Regions from separate parts of the Pan troglodytes genome. Here region 1 is linked to region 2. The links are chromatin contacts, called in public Hi-C maps. All regions are on one chromosome and are shown on one strand. Each heading gives the region's core, a stretch centred on a gene start, on an enhancer-like site or on the middle of the called end of the contact. The rest is flanking DNA. Distances are from core to core; before and after follow the strand shown.

What was found. A called contact is a pair of places that touch in the nucleus more often than the background predicts.
Region 1: a Hi-C map of stem cell-derived neural progenitor cells shows a contact between it and region 2, with 3 times the contacts expected there. The contact joins the promoter of AXIN1 here to the promoter of LUC7L in region 2. A contact is called at or near these places in 1 of 7 Hi-C or Micro-C datasets (stem cell-derived neural progenitor cells), 1 of 1 datasets of contacts at active chromatin or transcription factors (stem cell-derived excitatory neurons) and 1 of 1 other capture datasets (stem cell-derived neural stem cells).

Annotation. Positions count from the first base shown.
Region 1 is chr18:2,698,126-2,701,392 of NHGRI_mPanTro3-v2.0_pri, forward strand. AXIN1 (axin 1) reads right to left here and starts at 1,642. Exons shown (of 12, transcript XM_024349594.3): 1 at 1,314-1,642.
Region 2 is chr18:2,562,571-2,565,677 of NHGRI_mPanTro3-v2.0_pri, forward strand. It overlaps LUC7L (LUC7 like), which reads right to left and starts at 1,795. Exons shown (of 10, transcript XM_523246.8): 1 at 1,564-1,795. The coding sequence starts at 1,624.

The sequences.
Region 1 (3,267 bases), core at 392-2,891, 140 kb after region 2:
GAGGATGCAGTGAGCGGAGATCACACCATTGCACTCCAGCCTGGGCAACAAGAGCAAAACTCTGTCTCAAAAAAAAAAAAAAAAAACTGAAACCGAGCTATTGCTGAGTATCTCGGGTAGCCGGTTTAGACTGTGTTTTCTCCAAAACAGGGCCTGTGGATCCAAGTAAGCTTGAGATTCTTCCTGAAGAAGCAGAGAACAGAAGTGTGAGCAAAAACAAGGGGCTGACATGCACAATAAGAACGCTTTACAAATTATCTTAGAAGGGGCCAGGCGCGGTGGCTCATTCCCAACACTTTGGTAGGCCAAGGTGGGCGGATCACCTGAGGTCAGGAGTTCCAGGCCAGCATGGTCAACATGGTGAAACCCTGTCTCTACTAAAAATACAAAAATTAGCCGGATGTGGTGGCGCATGCCTGTTATCCCAGCTACTCAGGCGGCTGAGGCAGGAAAACTGCTTGAACCCGGGAGGCGGAGGTTGCAGTGAGCCAAGATAGCGCCACTGCACTCCAGCCTGGGCTACAGTGCGAGACTCCGTCTCAAAAAAAAAAAAAAAAAAAAAAAATTATCTTAGAGGAGGACGGTGGTCACCCCTGTAGTCCCAACACCTTGGAAGGCTGAGGCAGGTGGATCGCTTGAGGCCAAGAATTCAACACCTGCTGGGCAATATAGTGACACCCCATCTCTACAAAAAAAAAAAAAAAAATCTTATAGATGGGCTGAGAAAAATCCCCAGAAAACTGACATGTTTTTCTCTACTTTCTTCAATGCCAAGCTGAAAGTTTCACTGCTCGGGCAGTGCAGCTCTGGTTTCACGGGGGGCTAAATTCCAAAGTGCGGGGCGGGGGTAGAATCTAAGAACCACACCCAAGAGAAAGACCAGTGTTTGGGCAGCAAGGCATCAACCTGGAGGGTACGGACGCCGGAGCACGCGGCTACCCAGGCCGAACCCCGACCCGGACCCGGCATGCGGCCTCGGCGAGGGCGGGCGGGAGTGTCCTCCTCCGGGGCAGCCGGACTCCTGCCGACTTCTGGGCGGCGGGGAGGGCTCCAGGCCCGGCTCTCCCGGGCCCCCGCACGCGATGCGCGGCCCCTGCAGCTGCTCCGTGCCCCGAGACGCGCCCGAGGCCTCGGACCTCCAAGCGGCCACCGCGCCGCCAGTCCCGCTGCCCAGGGACACCCCGGCCCCAGCTCCCCGCGCGCCCACCCCCTCGGTCCCACGCGCGTCAGCCACCCGCGCCCCCCGCCGCTTCCGGGTCCCGCCCGCCCGGCCTACCGCGGCCTAGCCCGCCCCGGAACCCGGCCCTACTCACCCGCGCGCGGTGGTGGCGGGACCCCGGGCCCGGCTCCCGGAGCGGCGCGGCGCGGCCCGGCCCATGCGCTCAGCGGCAGCACGGCGGGCGGGACCCGGCGGGGGCGCGGCCCGGGGCGGCCCCCATCTCGGCGGCTGCGGCTCGGCGGCCCGGAGGCGGACGCGGGGCAGGCCGCGGGGGCGCCGCAGGGGCCCAGCCGCCAGCTCCCACCCGCCCGCTCCGCGTGGACGCGGCTCCGGGCCGACTCCGGCCGGCTCTGGCGGCGGCAGCGGCCACGATCGCCTCCCGAGCCAGAGCGCCGAAGCCCAGGCCCGAGCGCCCCCGCCGGCGGCGTCCGGAAGTGCGGGGGCGGGGCCGGGGCGCGGGGACGAGGTGAGAGCGCGGGGCGGGGCCTCAACACGGGGCGGGGCCGGCAGCGCGGGGACGAGGTAAAGGGTGTGGGGCGGGGCTTCAGGCGCGGGGCGGGGCTGAAAGCGCGAGGATAAAGTGAGGAGCGTGGGGCTGGGCCGACAGCGAGGGGACAGGTGAGGAGAACGGGGCGGGGCCGGGGCGTGGGCGGGGCCGGAAGCGAGAAGAAGAGGTGAAGAGCTCGGGGCGGGGCCTCGGGCGTGGGGCGGGGACCAGGGAGTAAGGCGGGGCCCGCCTCGAGCAGAAGAGGTAAAGAGCGTGAGGCGGGGCCTCCGGCGCGGGGCGGGGCCGGAAGCGAGAAGACGAGGTGAGAAACATGGGGCGGGGTCTCTGCATGGGCAGGAGAGGGCGTGGTCAGTGCCTGCCGGGGGCGGGGCGTGCCGGGGGCGCGGTCGCGCCGTCTTCCCGAGGGGCGGTGCGGAAGCGGAGCCCGGGAGGCTTTGGCTTCCCAGAGAGCGGAGTGGGAGAGGCGCCGTTGCAGGTCCTTGGAATGGCCGCGGCCGTGGGGAGCACTGGGCGGACTGCGCGCCCCGACGGGCGCACGTGGGGCGCAGCCCTTTTCTGCCGTCAGTACATCGGAGGGCAGTCAGGGGGCTGCAGGCCTCGGGGCTCCCTGCCCAGCCGGCCCTGGACAGGAGGCCCTCGTGGGGACCGCCACGGCCTGCCCGCCGCCGTGAGGGAAGCAGGCTCCCAGGAGTGGGGTGGTCGGCAGGCAGGGATGGCCAGGGCCCTTGGAAGGTGGGGTGGGCTCCACCCTCCTGAGTCCCAAGGCAGCCTGGACTCACAGCGCCAGGGAACACGTTAGGCCCCAATATATGGTAGCTCTCACCCGGACAGGAGCCACAACCTCCAAAGAGCCCACCGGCTAGGACCCTCTGCCTTGATTTCTCCCAGGCACCATCTAGTATCAGAGAAGGGTTCTCCTTCCCTCCGCTGCCCAGGCCAGCCCGAGAGCAAGGCCACTGGAGTGTCCAGACCCCTGCACCCTTTCCCCTGGGCTGTCTCAACAGCGGCCCTGCCAAGGGGTCCAGTCCGATCCTGCCGCCCTGGCTGCCCAGATCCGTGTCACTTGCCCTGCAGGCCACACAGCATGAGGTCACAGCCCCAGGCACCCCACGGCAGAGAGGCACAGGCCCCCAGCAGCAGCCCCAGCACCAGCTCTGGCCAGCCCAACCCTGTCAGAACCAACCCTCTGCTCTCCACCCAGGCCTCAGCCAACCATCAGGCCCTCCCCAAGGAGGAGGATGTGAGTACCAGGATCTGCCGCCTCCCACAACAGCCCAGGGCCCTGTCCTTCCCAGAGCACTATTGGGCCTGGCACCTCCCGGGATGCTCCAGGCAGCCCCCTGGGGTCAGCTATACCCCCGTTTCACAGAGGAGACAGCTGCAGTTCAGGCCACACAGGACCAGCTCGCCTCCTGTTGGGTGAGGGCTCCCCACCTCGTCCGCACCCCCCACTGAGCCAACAGCCCTCATCTATCTGCCCTCTGCTTTAGGCCTCCCAGGGCTCCCTGCTGCCCACAGCCCTTCAGGGCCCTTCCTAATG
Region 2 (3,107 bases), core at 545-3,044:
CACCAACAAAAGCTACTTATTAATCTAATCTTTTTGTTATGAACAAATGCAGAGGCAGTATTTTGCCCAAAATTGAATGAAGAAGAAAGCTTTCAAACTCTATCGAAGACTGTTAAATAATCTAGATCTATTCTTCCTACGTCCCCTTCGTTCCCACCCTTAAAAAAGAGAGTTGCTACCTGGGAGTCACTTTTAACAAGACAATACCAAAAAAAGCAAAAAAGGAACTAGGTTAGTCAATACACACTGTGAGCTCCAACACATACTGTACCCATCTGCATTCTTCAAGACCTCAGCTGCAGAATTTTATGCCCGCTGTTGAAAAGTGTTAAAGGAAAAGTTTTCTTGCCCACACCTGCAGTAAGGAAGTCGGGGGAATGATACATAAAAGTAAAGGTAAAGTGGTATGTGACAAATTTTAAAGCTAGTCTGTGTATACAACACAGAGCTGTGCAACGCTAGAGGAGGAATATATTTTAGGATTTGCAAGCATCCAGGATTAATGTAGTGTCTTTTTATTGAAAATGTTTTCTTTCTAAACTACACTTTTAAAGTTACTTGTGAAAAAAAGCAAACACTTTTTTGTTATAACAGCTTAGAAATTGGTTGTGACTCACGGCTCGATGAACATGAGGCTTTCTGCAACTCCCTTGCAGATTGATGTAGGCAGGCAAAGATACACTGAACCTTTATAAATAAAATAGAGGGGCCACAATTGTTCAGTTTGTATGAAATAAAAATATGGGAAGCAATTCAAAAGCAACTCAATATACAAAGAAAGCTAAAAAGCACTTATTCACCTATGAAATAAAGTGCAAATAATCTGCACAGCCCTGAGAATGTGCCAGTGTGAACTTACAACTTCATTACTCAGCAGAAAAGAAAACACAAACCACAGCAGGTATATAGTTTTGCAAAGATGCAACCGCTTTCTCCTGTGACAACCATCATGATCTTGAGCTCCTCCCTACACAGTACAACCTACCTAACGACTGTCAAGCGCTGGCTACACAGAGGCTCTCCTGTGTGCTGGGGGGAAGGGGGCAGCTGGAAAAGTACTTGGCAGAAACCCACGTTAGAAAAGCTCAGTTTACGGCTCCCCTTGCAATGGTACAGAACCAGAGCGGGCCAGGTTTTCGAGGCCCATCCGGCTCCCTCGGGTGTAGCTTCTTCCCAAGGAGCCTCGGAAGAGTTCTGCCACCCGGCTGCCAGCGACCTGGAGCCCACGCTGATTCCAGCCCTCCGCCGACTCCACAGTTCGCGGAGGGGCACGGAGCCGCGGCGCCCGCCGGGGAGGAAGTAGCAGGACGGTACATAGGAAGGAGGCTGAAGCCCCATCCATGGCGCAGACTCCGAGAGAGGAGCCCGACCTGGACCCACGGCCGCCTCAGAGACGAACCGGCTTAGACAAAGGCCCGGCGCCTGCGGTCGGCGCGCGGGGGAGGAGGAGCGATGCCCCGCGCAGGCGCAGGCGCAGACGATGGCGGCCCCCGCCTCAGGCCGCCCGGCGGCCTCGCCTCACTCCCACCCCAGACCCTCGCCTGGTTGGCCGCTCTGACTCACCGTCCCGAGCCGTGCCCATGAGCTGGTCCAGCAGGGCCCGCATCTGCGCCTGGGCGGACATGGTAGCCGGCGGAGGCGACGGGGTCGGCCGCGACGACTTCTCTCAGGCAGGCGGTGGCAGCGGCGTCGACAAACGATGGTCGCGTCGGCCTCGAGCCCACTCGGCTCTTTCCCGCCGCGGGGGACGCCGGGAGGAAGTACGACGGCGCCGGCGCACGCCCTGCTGGGAAATGTAGTTTCTGGGGTGGGTGCTTAGGGAGGCTGAGGCTCTGAGTGGTCGCCAAGTTGTCCAACGGCGGAACCAAAATCCCAACCCTGATTTTCCTCTAGACCCCCAGGACCTCAAACGAGTCTCTACGGAGGGTAAACTACAATAAAATGAAATACAGTCAATCAAAAACAAGATGAATCCGTGCTTTTTCTAAGCTAGCCATGAAACCGTGAGCATATTATTTAGCTCCCCGACGCTCGTTTTTTTAAATCTGTGAAATGAGGGTTCTAAAGGTGCCCCTCATATGATTTTTGTGAAAGTTAAATAAAGCATGGAATTTTATTTATTTATTTATTTATTTAGAGCGAGGGTCTTGCTCCGTCGCCCAGGCTGGAATGCAGTGGCGCGATTACCGCTCACTGCAGCCTCGACCTCCCCGGCTCCTTATCCTCCCGCCTCAGCCCGACAAAGTATTGGGATTACTGGTGTGAACCACCACGTTTGGCCATCAGTCATGGCATTAATATTAGGTTCTATGATTACAACCTCGTGGTCGTCCTTCTGTGAGCTCATGGTCTACTGTCCCAGGGACTAAAAAAAAGGCATATGTAAGCAATTATTTTATGTGATAATAGAATTATAGCATGCACTTATGTGTGCATAGTCTGGCATATACTTCTATTATATTAAACCTCTATTATTTATTTATTTATTTTTGAGACAGAGTTTCGCCCAGGCTAGAGTGCAATGGCGCGATCTTGGCTCTCCGCAACCTCCGCCTCCTGGGTTCAAGCGATTCTCCTGCCTCAACCTCCCAAAGTGCTGGGATTACAGGCATGAGCCACCACGCCTGGTCTTTATTTTTTATTTGTTTATTTATTTATTTATTTTTGAGACGGAGTCTTGCTCTGTCACCCAGGCTGGAATGCTGTGGCGCGATCTCGGCTCACTGTAAGCTCAGCCTCCCGGGTTGAAGCGATTCTCCTGCCTCAGTCTCCCCAGTAGCTGGAATTTCAGGCGCCCGCCACCCCCTCCGGCTAATTTTTGAATGTTAAGTAGAGACGGGGTTTCACCATGCTGGCCAGGCTGGTCTCAAAGTCTTGACCTCAAGTAGCCAGCCACCATGCCCAGCTGATTTTTGTATTTTCGGTAGACACGGTGTTGTACCGTATTGGCCAGGCTGGTCTTGAACTTCTGACCTTGTGATCTGCCTGCCTCGGCCTCCCAAAGTGCTGAGATTACAGGCGTGAGCCACCGCGCCCTGCTGTATTTTATTTATTTTTGAGACGGAGTCTCCTTCTGTCGCCCAGCCTGGAGTGCAGTGGCGCGATCT